Linked DNA regions of Rattus norvegicus: region 1 is linked to region 2. The links are chromatin contacts, called in public Hi-C maps. All regions are on one chromosome and are shown on one strand. The core of a region is the stretch at or near the end of the contact, and the rest is flanking DNA. Distances in the headings are between cores, read along the strand shown.

What was found. Hi-C and Micro-C count contacts between places; a contact is called where the count stands out from the background.
Region 1: a Hi-C map of psoas muscle shows a contact between it and region 2, with 5 times the contacts expected there. The contact joins the promoter of Ucp3 here to the enhancer-like site in region 2. A contact is called at or near these places in 2 of 12 Hi-C or Micro-C datasets (mammary epithelial cells and psoas muscle).

Annotation. Positions count from the first base shown.
Region 1 is chr1:164,225,069-164,230,134 of GRCr8, reverse strand. It overlaps Ucp3 (uncoupling protein 3), which reads right to left and starts at 2,225. Exons shown (of 7, transcript NM_013167.2): 1 at 2,130-2,225. It also overlaps a transcript of C2cd3 not described here.
Region 2 is chr1:164,188,654-164,194,132 of GRCr8, reverse strand. It overlaps C2cd3 (C2 domain containing 3 centriole elongation regulator), which reads right to left. Exons shown (of 33, transcript NM_001191602.1): 24 at 5,395-5,479; 25 at 1,768-1,906; 26 at 38-102. Among named protein-coding and RNA genes, the nearest start is that of Ucp3, 37 kb to the left of the region's middle. Within about 2 kb of position 3,947, at least 14 of the 93 cell types and tissues checked have an H3K27ac peak or open chromatin away from gene starts, as enhancers often do.

The sequences.
Region 1 (5,066 bases), core at 976-3,475, 38 kb before region 2:
ATAAGTAAATTATTTTAATAAAAGATGGAAAGAGGTTGACTGACCACTGGTCACAGGACTCCAATCTGGTTGTTCTGAGGGCCAAGCAATAAAGCTGTCTTCGCTACACCACATAAGGTCTAGTCAGTGTGGTAACCTGGCTTCTCGGGGTCTTAGCCTTTGTTGAGCATTCGAAGCAGTTACTAAATGCTTCACAATGCCAAGCATGAGTCTGGAGAAGGCTGGGTGAATACAAGGTCCGCAGATGGAATTCATGGACCCAGAGAAGCTAAGCTCTGTGTGGGTAGTTGTAATCAGGCCTTGGCTCTCCCAGGCTCTCCCTTCAGACTGTCTTCTCAGTATGTCTGCCTGAGTTGTAAACAGACAAGCCTGAGCAGGGAACAGGTTCTTTGGAGGCTCAGCCTTCTGCCCGAGGCCCAGAGCCTTTAAAGCCAACTTGGCTGAGGGATAGCGGTGTGGGCGTGTTTAGAGAAATACCCTCCACTTGCTCAGGTCTCATTCCCCTTTGCCCTACAGAAGAGCAGCAAGGCCTGGCTCCTTCCCAGCATGGAGGCACTGGATTCCCTGCCCAAGCCTGGAATGTACTGTGGGAACAGCTGACTCTCCTCATGGTGTCCTAGTGGCCTCTCTTCTCTCAAGTCCTGAATTTGCCCCAGAGAGCTAGACTTCTGGGTAACTTGAAAGCCTAAATCTACGGCTCGCTCAGATCTGGAGAGACCCTTTGGGGTAAGTTCTTTAGAATCCCTTCATCAAAGTCTGTCTGGGGACTGACTACTCATGTGTTAGTAGGAGAGCCCTGTGCTCTGCTCTGCTTTGGAGAGAAACACTGATGTTAAACAAGCGAAGAACCTGTGTATGGCCACTGTCTCAGGCGATGCTGGTGCTGAGCCAGGTCCTGCAGAGGACACTGAATGGAGTTTTCTCCCTGCTGAGGCCGGTGCTTTTGCTTCCCTGTCAGTCAGGACTTCCCTCTTGTACCCACTTTGTCCTCTGCTACTTCTGACCCTAGTCTTGTAGCTTGCCTCATTATCTGTAACATTTTTTTGTTTTGTTTTGTTTTGTTTTTTAGCTCTGTCGGAGCCTTCAAACTGGGACAAGATCAACTTACCCTCCTTCTCTGTGAAGACCGTTGTAGGGAAGACCCTAAGTCAGACCATTCTTACCAAGATGAGGAGACAGGAAATGAGGTCAAAGATGACCTCAGGGCCCTTTGATCAAGGGCTTCGAATGCCAAGGTTACGCTAAGTCCAGTGTGGGGGGTCAGGGCCAGGCAGTCAGAGCATGCTGGTTCAGGAAGCAGGGGTAGATTAGAGGGGAGCGATGGGGTTCTACCAGTGAGGACGCTGCTGGAAAGGGGCTCTCAAGAGACAGTGGAGGCTGGTGTGTGACAGCACTTGTCACCTTTGAGAGCAATTGTGTGTACCCAAGTTTGGAAGGAGTACCCCTGAGCCATCCATGAGAAATAGAAAGGATGGGCAGACATACGGGGTGGGGTGGGGGTGGGGCTGCAATGGCCGGCACAGCAGGAAACTCCGAGTTCAGGGCTTCCCAACCTCCTCCTTGCTGCACCTCAGTTGTTATTTGAGGAAACCTGTCCAGCATTGGTCTGATGCCACCAGCGGGAGGAGAACAATCCTCACCCTTGTAGCTCTACTGGGGTAACCACAACATGGGGCGCTCTAGCTGACAGGATCCATTGGTGTTTGCTGAGCGTGTCCTGCCCAACCCAACTCTCTCCAACAAAATCTCTATCACGGAAGCCACTAGACGGAGTGAACACGACTCTAGACCAGGCTTCAGGACAGACGTGCCCTTATCATGTCTACCCAGGAAGGGCCGTGTGCTCTGTGGGGATCCTGGGCCAAAGGACAGGGACACTTTCCACCTGACATTTCTAAGATCCCAGCAGAGGGGTCAGCAGGACAAGGGAGTCCTGAGGAGTCACACAGATGGGAGTCAAGGCTCTCCCCAGGGCTGCAGTTCCTTCTTCTTTACAGGTAGGAGCTAGACTCTGTCTCTCACGCCGTGTGAGTGATCCCTGGCAGCTCCTTACTGTGAGCATCCCTGGAAGGGAGAGAAGACAGAGGAGCAGGGACAGAGGAGAGTTGAGGAGAGGTATGGGGTCTTACCTGTGAGTCTAGCCAAGGTCAGGAGGTGTAGGGGCACCCTAAGGCTCCATCCATTAGCAGCAGCAGGATCTGACAGCCCCTCCTCACCATTCACTGTTGTCTCTGCTGCCTCTGGCTCGGCACTGGCCTTATGCACCAGCTGACCTGAAACCTAATTCTGAGAAGCTAGTTGACAGTCTGGTCACTTGACAAGAGGCGGGGTGCAGGGAGGAGACCAGTGAGTTCCAGATCTGGTTTAGCTTCCGTGACCTGGGGCTCTGTAACGTGGCTCCTTTGAGCTTTCAAGAGGAGGGCTACCTTGGTGACCAGGAGATGTGGTGTGTGACAGTTCTTGTCACCTTTCAGAGCCCAAAAGTCAAGGTCTTAGGACAGGGACTTTCCAGGATCCTATGCCATGATTATAGGCATCATTTCTTAGACACCTCATGTTCTCCTCCAGAAGGGAAAGGAGAAGATAGGGCGGAGAAGCTAGAGGACATTTTGGCACCAAGATATGCTTGATACTTGAGGTTCACCACGTCTATTTCCCATACCCTAGGAAGCAGGTATTACTAAAACAGGCTCCTAGACTTAAAAGCAAAGGAAAAGAGCTTTGAGATGTATTTTCCATAGAATGTGATTTGCCCACATGGAGCACACAACAACTTTTAGCAAAGTCAGGTTGATCAACCACTACATTCTAGTTCAGAACATTTTCATAATGGCTCAAAGACAAAAAACGAGTCAACCCTTCCTCCTTCCCCGAGCTTCAGGCAACCACTCATCTTTATTCTGCTTCTAGATATTTTGTTTGAGCAGGATCGTACAGAATGTATGGCTTCTTGTGGCTAGTCTCTTCCCTGGTGCTGTTGCACACTGTGGTGTGTATCAGTAGATACATATACACTGAGTACAGCCCTCATGTGTCAATGCTTACTTTACAGAGAAAATCAAGGACAGTGACTTCCCGAGGTCACACCCACCACTAGTACACTGCAACCCTGTAACCTATAACACACTTTGGGTCTATCTGCTGCCATCACTATTCCTCATGACATGGCCCTTGGCATGGAGATGCTGGGGCCGGAGTGAGAAGGGGCAGGTGAGCAGAATTCCTTGCAGCAAACACTGTAGGCTGGTCCATCTGTAGCCGCTGAGGTTAAGGACTGGGTGCAGCTTGAGCTGGGAGTTGGGTGACATAGAAGGGAGACTAAAAGGAGAGGGGAGAGGAGACAGGTAGGGCAGAGAAGGTACTTTTTGGAACTTGAGTGCAGAGCCATGGCAGAATGGGTGCTATGACATCCGATTGTTTATCCTCTTTCTTGGACCAGAGACTGCCTACTGCTTTGGGCTCTGTCTGGAACTATTAATCTGGAGGTGGGCAGGACTGTGGGAGCCACATGGGGGAGGAGTACAAGTAGAAGTCAAACTAGAGGCAGCAGGTTCTGGAGAAACCCAGAGGGAGGTGAGCTCAGAGGGCTAGGCCTCTGCTGGAAGTTTTAAGGCTGACTGCTACGGTCTCTGGGTCACCAGAAATAGTCTTCAGGCATCTGTGGAGGGTATGAATGAGAAGGTCGGGGTTCATTCTGGTTGTGGTGACAAATGTGTTGTACAGCTTGGCAAGTCAAGTCACCTCAGAGGTGTCAGGGATGAGGGACTGGTAAATAACACACCGTTTGTGCATGGTCTGTTTCAGACCTCCACTTTGCCTGCAGCCGTGGCCTCCCGTGGCCCTGCTCTCACTTGACTCCTTCAGGTTATTTACAGGAACAGGATTTGGCAGTGACCTTCTTCACCTCAAGCTTTCCCCCTGAGGCCTGGAACTTGGAGGTCTCTCACCCCAAGGGATGTGGAATTCCAGGTACCGGAAGCTCTATTCTGGCTGAGTGTGAGGTCTGGGGCAAGGCCAGCTGCAGGGTAGGGATGGGGCAGGTTTGCAGGCTGACACTCAAGGAGCAGAAATATGTGGGACAGGTAGGGCTGAGGGTCCATGGCCCATCTAGGGAGGCTGGAGTGCTCTGCCTTCTGGGTAAGCAGTACACTTGCTGCGAATTCACTCCAGCGTTTAGGAAGTGTGGGCTGACATTTCTCAAGCTCCCATTATATGCCAAATGCCAGCCAAGCATTTTCAGAAATGTCCCATTTGATCTTCACAGCAACCATATGAAGCCAGCGTCTAAGTGTCTGTGCCTTCCAGATGAGGCCAGAGCCACAAACTCAATCAGGCTGGACACTGATATGGCCCAGAACATTCTCTGGTTCCCTGTGCAACTGTCCATGACCTGGTCTATTCTCTGGGCTTTACCCCAGTTCTGGTTTCTTTCAGGAATCCTTCCCTGGATGCAGCAGCCTGAGCCTGCCCCAATTCAGGGCATTTGCTGGCTGTATCCTGCTTTGGTCTGAGCCCCTTATTTCTGGGAATGTCTTGGGTCCTGATGCACTTTCTACTTATACAGAAGCAATGTCTCTGACTTCCTTGGCCTTGAGTTTAACTGTGGGAATTGTTTTGAGGATTCAGTGAAATGACACACAGGGGTGACAAGCAGAGGGCCCTTGGGTAGCTCCCTTTAGCCTCACTACCCAGCTGGCACTGGACAGCTGTGCCCCTTCAGAATCATCCTCAGAGGGCTTTGTCTGTGGTAGCTGCCCAAGTGGCTGTTTTGACAGAAGTTCCCTCCTGAGTAACACAGGGGACCAGCAGACTTTCACTGTGAGATTTAAAGGGCCATCAGAGGAAAAGACAAATCAAGAATGGGCAAGCAAAAGCCCAAAGCACTAGAAGAGGGACACTATCGTCACTCGAACATGGGCCAATCTGACACTTGGAAGAACAAGTCCCACGTTGCAGATGGCTGAGTGACAGCCGTGCCTTCTTTCTGCAGTTAAAAGTACAGATGAACTCCAACACCTTTCCCCAATGACCAACCCAAAACACATGTACACAAATACAAATGCCAG
Region 2 (5,479 bases), core at 2,698-5,197:
TTAGCTGGAAAAGGAAATCACAGAATAGGGCTCATACCTCCTTTATGCCACACTTTGAAGACCAGGGTTTGATGTGGGTCCAAAAGCAGCTCTTTTGATAACCTGTTAGAAAACAGCAATCACTATGAGTTAGCTATAGGAACCTCCTACAGTACAGAACTTAGATCTGCTGACCATACTCTATCAGATTGGGGATATTTTCATTAGACATTCTCAAGGAGAAACCCAAGGAATATTAGAAGCAAAGAAAACTTTGCAAGAAGAAATCAATGCCTTAGAATCCAGAGTGGCATCCATTCTGGGTGGGAGATCTGACACATTGATTGGATGCAAAATTTGGCCACAACATAAACCCTGAGGCCAATGAAAGGTAATCACTTATAATACTTAAAATAGCTTGTGTAATAAACCTGAATATAAATGATAATTTCCTTTCATGAAATACTATGAGAAGGGAAGAAAAAACCCTTACATTCAATGGAAAACAGCACCCCCCCACCTCAGTGTGAGTGAGTGAGTGTGTGTGTGTGTGTGTGTGTGTGTGTGTGTGTGTGAGTGTGTGTGTGTGTGTTTTAGGCAGTCTTACTATACATTCCTGGCTGGCCTAAAACTTGCTGTGTATACCAGGCTGACTTCAAATGCATAGAGTCACACCTGCCTCTGCTTCCTGACTGCTAGAATTAAAGGGGTATACTATGCATGAGGACTGGCAACTTTCTATTTTAAAAGACAGTATTTTATACAGTGATTACATCAACCATCTGAACTTTATGTCTGTTATTAAAACTGGTTAAGCAGTCAAAATAACCTCATCTAATTTAGATGTTTACAGTGACCTCTAAGATCATATCCATCTTAAGATGAAGAATCAGATGTCTGGAGATTCTAGGTGACTTAGTGATTCACATGGCTAGTACGTCAGGGATGTGGCTGGATACAGAGTTTCTCCAGTTACAAAGACCAGGTTCTTTTCTTTGCACTAAAGAAAGGTCTTTTCCTTTACTGACATTAACTCTCTGCCTGGAATACCACCCCTATCCCTGGCTTCTTCATCTACATAATTTATGTATGTATACGGCTTTCTAATATTTAGCTAAGGAGTTTTACTCATGAAGCACACTCTGACTTCCAGATTGGCCTAAATCATCTTTTTTTTTTCCTGAGCCATCTTACTACCAGCATCCGCCTTACTTCTTTTCCATCACTGCCACACTTGAGGATAACCTTTAATGTGGGTGTTTCTTTCCAGGATGACCACAACTTAACTGCAGACAGAATTTTTCTCAATATATGAGACAGAGCATATTTCTGTCTCTCACTATTTTTTTATTTTTTATATTTTGAGCAATAATTAGAACTAAAACCTCGGAAAGAAGGCAAGCAAGATAGCTTAGCAAGTAAGAGCACTTGCCACCAAGCCCAACAACTCAACTTGTCCCTGGTACCCACAAGGAAGGAACTAACTCTCACAATTTGTCCTGTGACTTTCACACACTTGCCATGATGTATGTGCATGAGTTTGCGTGCGCCTGAGCACACACGCACAAATGCAGTAAGGTTAAAAAAACCTGCAACAACACAACAATAAAGCTTTTAACTCCTGTTAGCCATGATGAATTCATAAACACTGGGACTAAATGACTTCATAAAGATGCACTTTGCAGTTCTGCTCAAACACTGCTGTATCTATTATGTTTCTGGCTCGGAGTTTGTCCCCCAGAACAGAGAGCTGACTTTGAACAGGGGGTGAACATCAGAAATACAAACCTGGACTGCTGCTGAAAACCCCAGATGGGGGAATCGGTATTCTCAACCACATGGGTGTACACAGGAGATGGCTCAGTGGCTGTGGCAAAGGACACACAACAACTAGGTACGGACACTTTCCGATCTGTCAAGGGGCTCCCTGAAAGAAAACACAGTGGGGATGACTGTATTTTATCTGAAGAAATTTGTATGTGACTTGGGTGGGCGGGTATATAAACTTGAAACATGCATAGAAATCAACATTTACTCAGAGCAAATTATTAAAAAATTCATTTAAAAATAATTCTTTAGGGGGGTTGGGGATTTAGCTCAATGGTAGAGCGCTTGCCTAGCAAGCCCAAGGCCCTGGGTTCGGTCCCCAGCTCCAAAAAAAAAAAAAAATTCTTTAAAATACACATAAATTTACTGTCCATAAAAGATAAAAGCAGTCTATGGATGTGTTTGTTTATTTTTACATAAAGAATTAAATCTTTGTTGAATATTTGATACTGCAGGATGTGGTCGATTTAGTTTGATTTTGCATAGATGCACATTACAAAATGGCAGAAGCATGTTTAGGGCCATTTCAGAAAAATGTTGGAAATTCTGTCCTAATTCCAAGCTAAAACTCATGGGCAGATTCTTTCTTCCTTTTTTCCTTCCTTTCTGCCTTTATAAAACTCAATTCAGCAATTAAGAAAAAAAGCCAAACATTCTACTAAAATCTAGAAACCAAACATTCTACTAAAATCTAGAAATAAAGTAATTTGATACATGCTAAGGAACAGTGATGAGAAAATATTAAAAGTTTTTGTTTTCCTCAATTAAATTACTGGGTGTTGCAGCTCACATCTTTAAATTACAGCACATGGGAGACAGAGACAGGTGGGTTTCTGTGATTTCAAAGCCAGCCAAGGCTTCATAGTAAGAATCTATCTCAAAATTTAAAAAGTAGAAAACTTTGTATAAACATTGTAACTTGTAACATTGTAACAGGTGTCTCAGGGTGTGTGTTGGTTCTGAGTGGTAACTGCATATGTGGTGTAAAATGTACATGTGTGAGTTCAGCACCAAGGCTGCTATCAAGTCAAGCATTATAAGTTGCCAGAAACACCTGAGATTTGCTAATGCTTGATTCTGTACAATCAGAAACCTTTCCCTACTATCAATGCTCCTCGACTCCCACACTGTTATGCAATCTGTATTAGCTATGACTCACAGGCTAAGAAGCCGAGCTCCTGGGTATCAGAGAGCTGAAGGGGCCTCACATATGCATAAGCAGGGCTGTGTCTAGCTCTCTTACCTTCGGTCTTTATCTGGGCAACTCTTTCTGTCTGACAAGTTGTGACACCCCTCCCCCATTTCCTTTGTTCTTCCTTCCTACTCCCAAGCTGGTCTCAAATTTACAGTCCTCCTGCCTCAGCCTCCTTAGTATTGGGAACACAGGCATATGCCACTAAGCCTGGCTCACCAGTGACCTTTCTACTACTGCCATTTCATTTCCCTGGCCTCATGTTTCTCCTCTGGACACATGCTATCAAAACATCTCCCATAATAAAATTCTAATTCTAGATGTACACAAACACTGCTCTGATCTGTCTCAAGTCACTGCCCCAGCTCCATCCTGAGTTTTACTTGCCAGGAGTCTGCCCCATGTGTTGTCATGAGCTGGTTGTTACAAGAGGCCAAGTAACAAGTGATTTAAAAATTGTTCACTCAGCCAGAAATGTGAGAGGCTATGCCTCACAGTTACAGACAGGAGATCATATTTGCTTAGTTGCATCATGAGAGTCAGGATGTTAGGACACAGAGATAAGCAACACACTCACTGACCCGAGGACTAGAACCAGAGACAGTATTTAGTACAAAATACTGACTTGTGGGAATGTGGTGGTGGTACAGGCCGGCTCTCGGTGCAGAGGCATGTGTACTGCTAATAGGTGACAGGGTGGCTTCAGAGTGATGGCATCACTTTACCTACTCTTTTAAGAAGAGGAAGCAAGCCACACAAATAAGGGGTGGGGTATTTTTAGCAGAAGAAACAGCACAAGGCTTGACAATATTGAGACCTGACAGGGCACTGGCACAAAACATGTTGGCTGTGAGTGAACATGGTGAGAAGTGAAGCTGGTGTGGCTGGGGAGGCCGGAAGGGCAGGAGCTGGGAGGCTGGGGAGGCTGGAGGGGCAGGGCTTTGGGTGCTGTTGCCAGGGTTGCAAGTGACATAAAAGGAACCAAGTATTTTAACTGATGAGAGACAAGGTCTGGTTTCTGGCCAGGCATACAGTCTTGGCAGCAGAATGAGAAAGACACTGGCGGGGACTACTGGAGGCAACAACCGGGGCAGAGCTGTCGGTTTGAGAGTGAATGCTCTTCCACAGGCTCATGTGCTATGTGCCTGGCTCTCAGATGGGAGAGGTATGATATGACGTGGGCTGTGTCCTTGACGGCTGTGGGTTGTTTTAGACTCCTCTTTCGAATTTTCTTTGCATCTTCTGTCACGAACTGAAGAAAAGCTTGTGCTCCAAGCTCTGCCCTCTATGGCGATGCAGCCATGTTGAACCTTTAAACCTGTGAGCAGAAATCCTTCCTCTTCAAGCCATGTGTCAGGAACTTGAGATGAACACATGATTGTTTACCCTGTCTGTTTGCCACTCTATCCCTGGCACCAAGACTGCTTACTACACAGCAAATTCTACTGCTCATCTTGGTGCTAAATGAACGAATGCATAGTAAACAAATACAAGGCCTTTACTCTTGATAGGGCTTATTTAGCAGAGAAGAGAACCATGGGGAAATGACTACATCTGGCCAATACTGTGATGATGGAAAGGTGCTGAGGGAACAGACCAGGGAGCCTTATGCTAGGTAGTCCTCTGGTCCACAGCAATGCTGCACCTAAGCCTTGATGGGGAGCTAGAGAGCAGCCTGAAGAGGAAAGATGATAGCGAAGCAAAATCTTAGTGGAGAAGCAAGGCTGAACAAAGCTGGGAGGAGGTTGTTTTCCCAGGCTCCTTTGCAGTCTGATGAAGTGTTTGGGCCTCTTCGTTTAATAGTGTTTCTTTATATTTGTAATGCAAAACACATCAGAATATAAAGAAATCCAATTATACCGGGAGCTATGAAAACTTAGGACTCTGTAATATAAAAGTATGTGTTTTATTGATAAGACAGCTGTAAGCCCTGTAAGTTCTAAGGGCTGGTGGAATAAAGTGGTATTCTGAGATATGAAATGACACAAGATGCCTGTGACTTATATGGCTGTCAGCAGTTAGGCATATTAACACAATTCTCTTTGTATGTAGTAGGATCACCAACTCTGGAGTTTTCTTTATGAATTTCCTGGGGACTTGTAGACCCTGGGTGCATCCTGAGGATCTGAGTGGATGGAATGGAGGAGGAGGATGGAGAGAGTTGTGAGAAGTTTAAGAATAGAATCATTTATTTGCTGTGGAGACTGGACAGTGGATAAGTGAGAGAGAGAGGCACTGAGGGTGACATATGGACTTCTGGTCAGGAATTTATGATCTGCGGCGTTACTAAGAAAACTAACCATACTTGTAGGTCTTGGCATGACCTGAAAGTTCTGTGAAGACAGAGTATGGTGAGGAACTGGACACCTGCTTTTGGGTCCGTATGGAGAGCATACCTTTCAAGCTCAAGTGCATGGCTCTCTCTACCAGGATGCTGACAGCAAAAGTCCCATCCAACTCGGGAGGGCCCTGCTGGGAGGG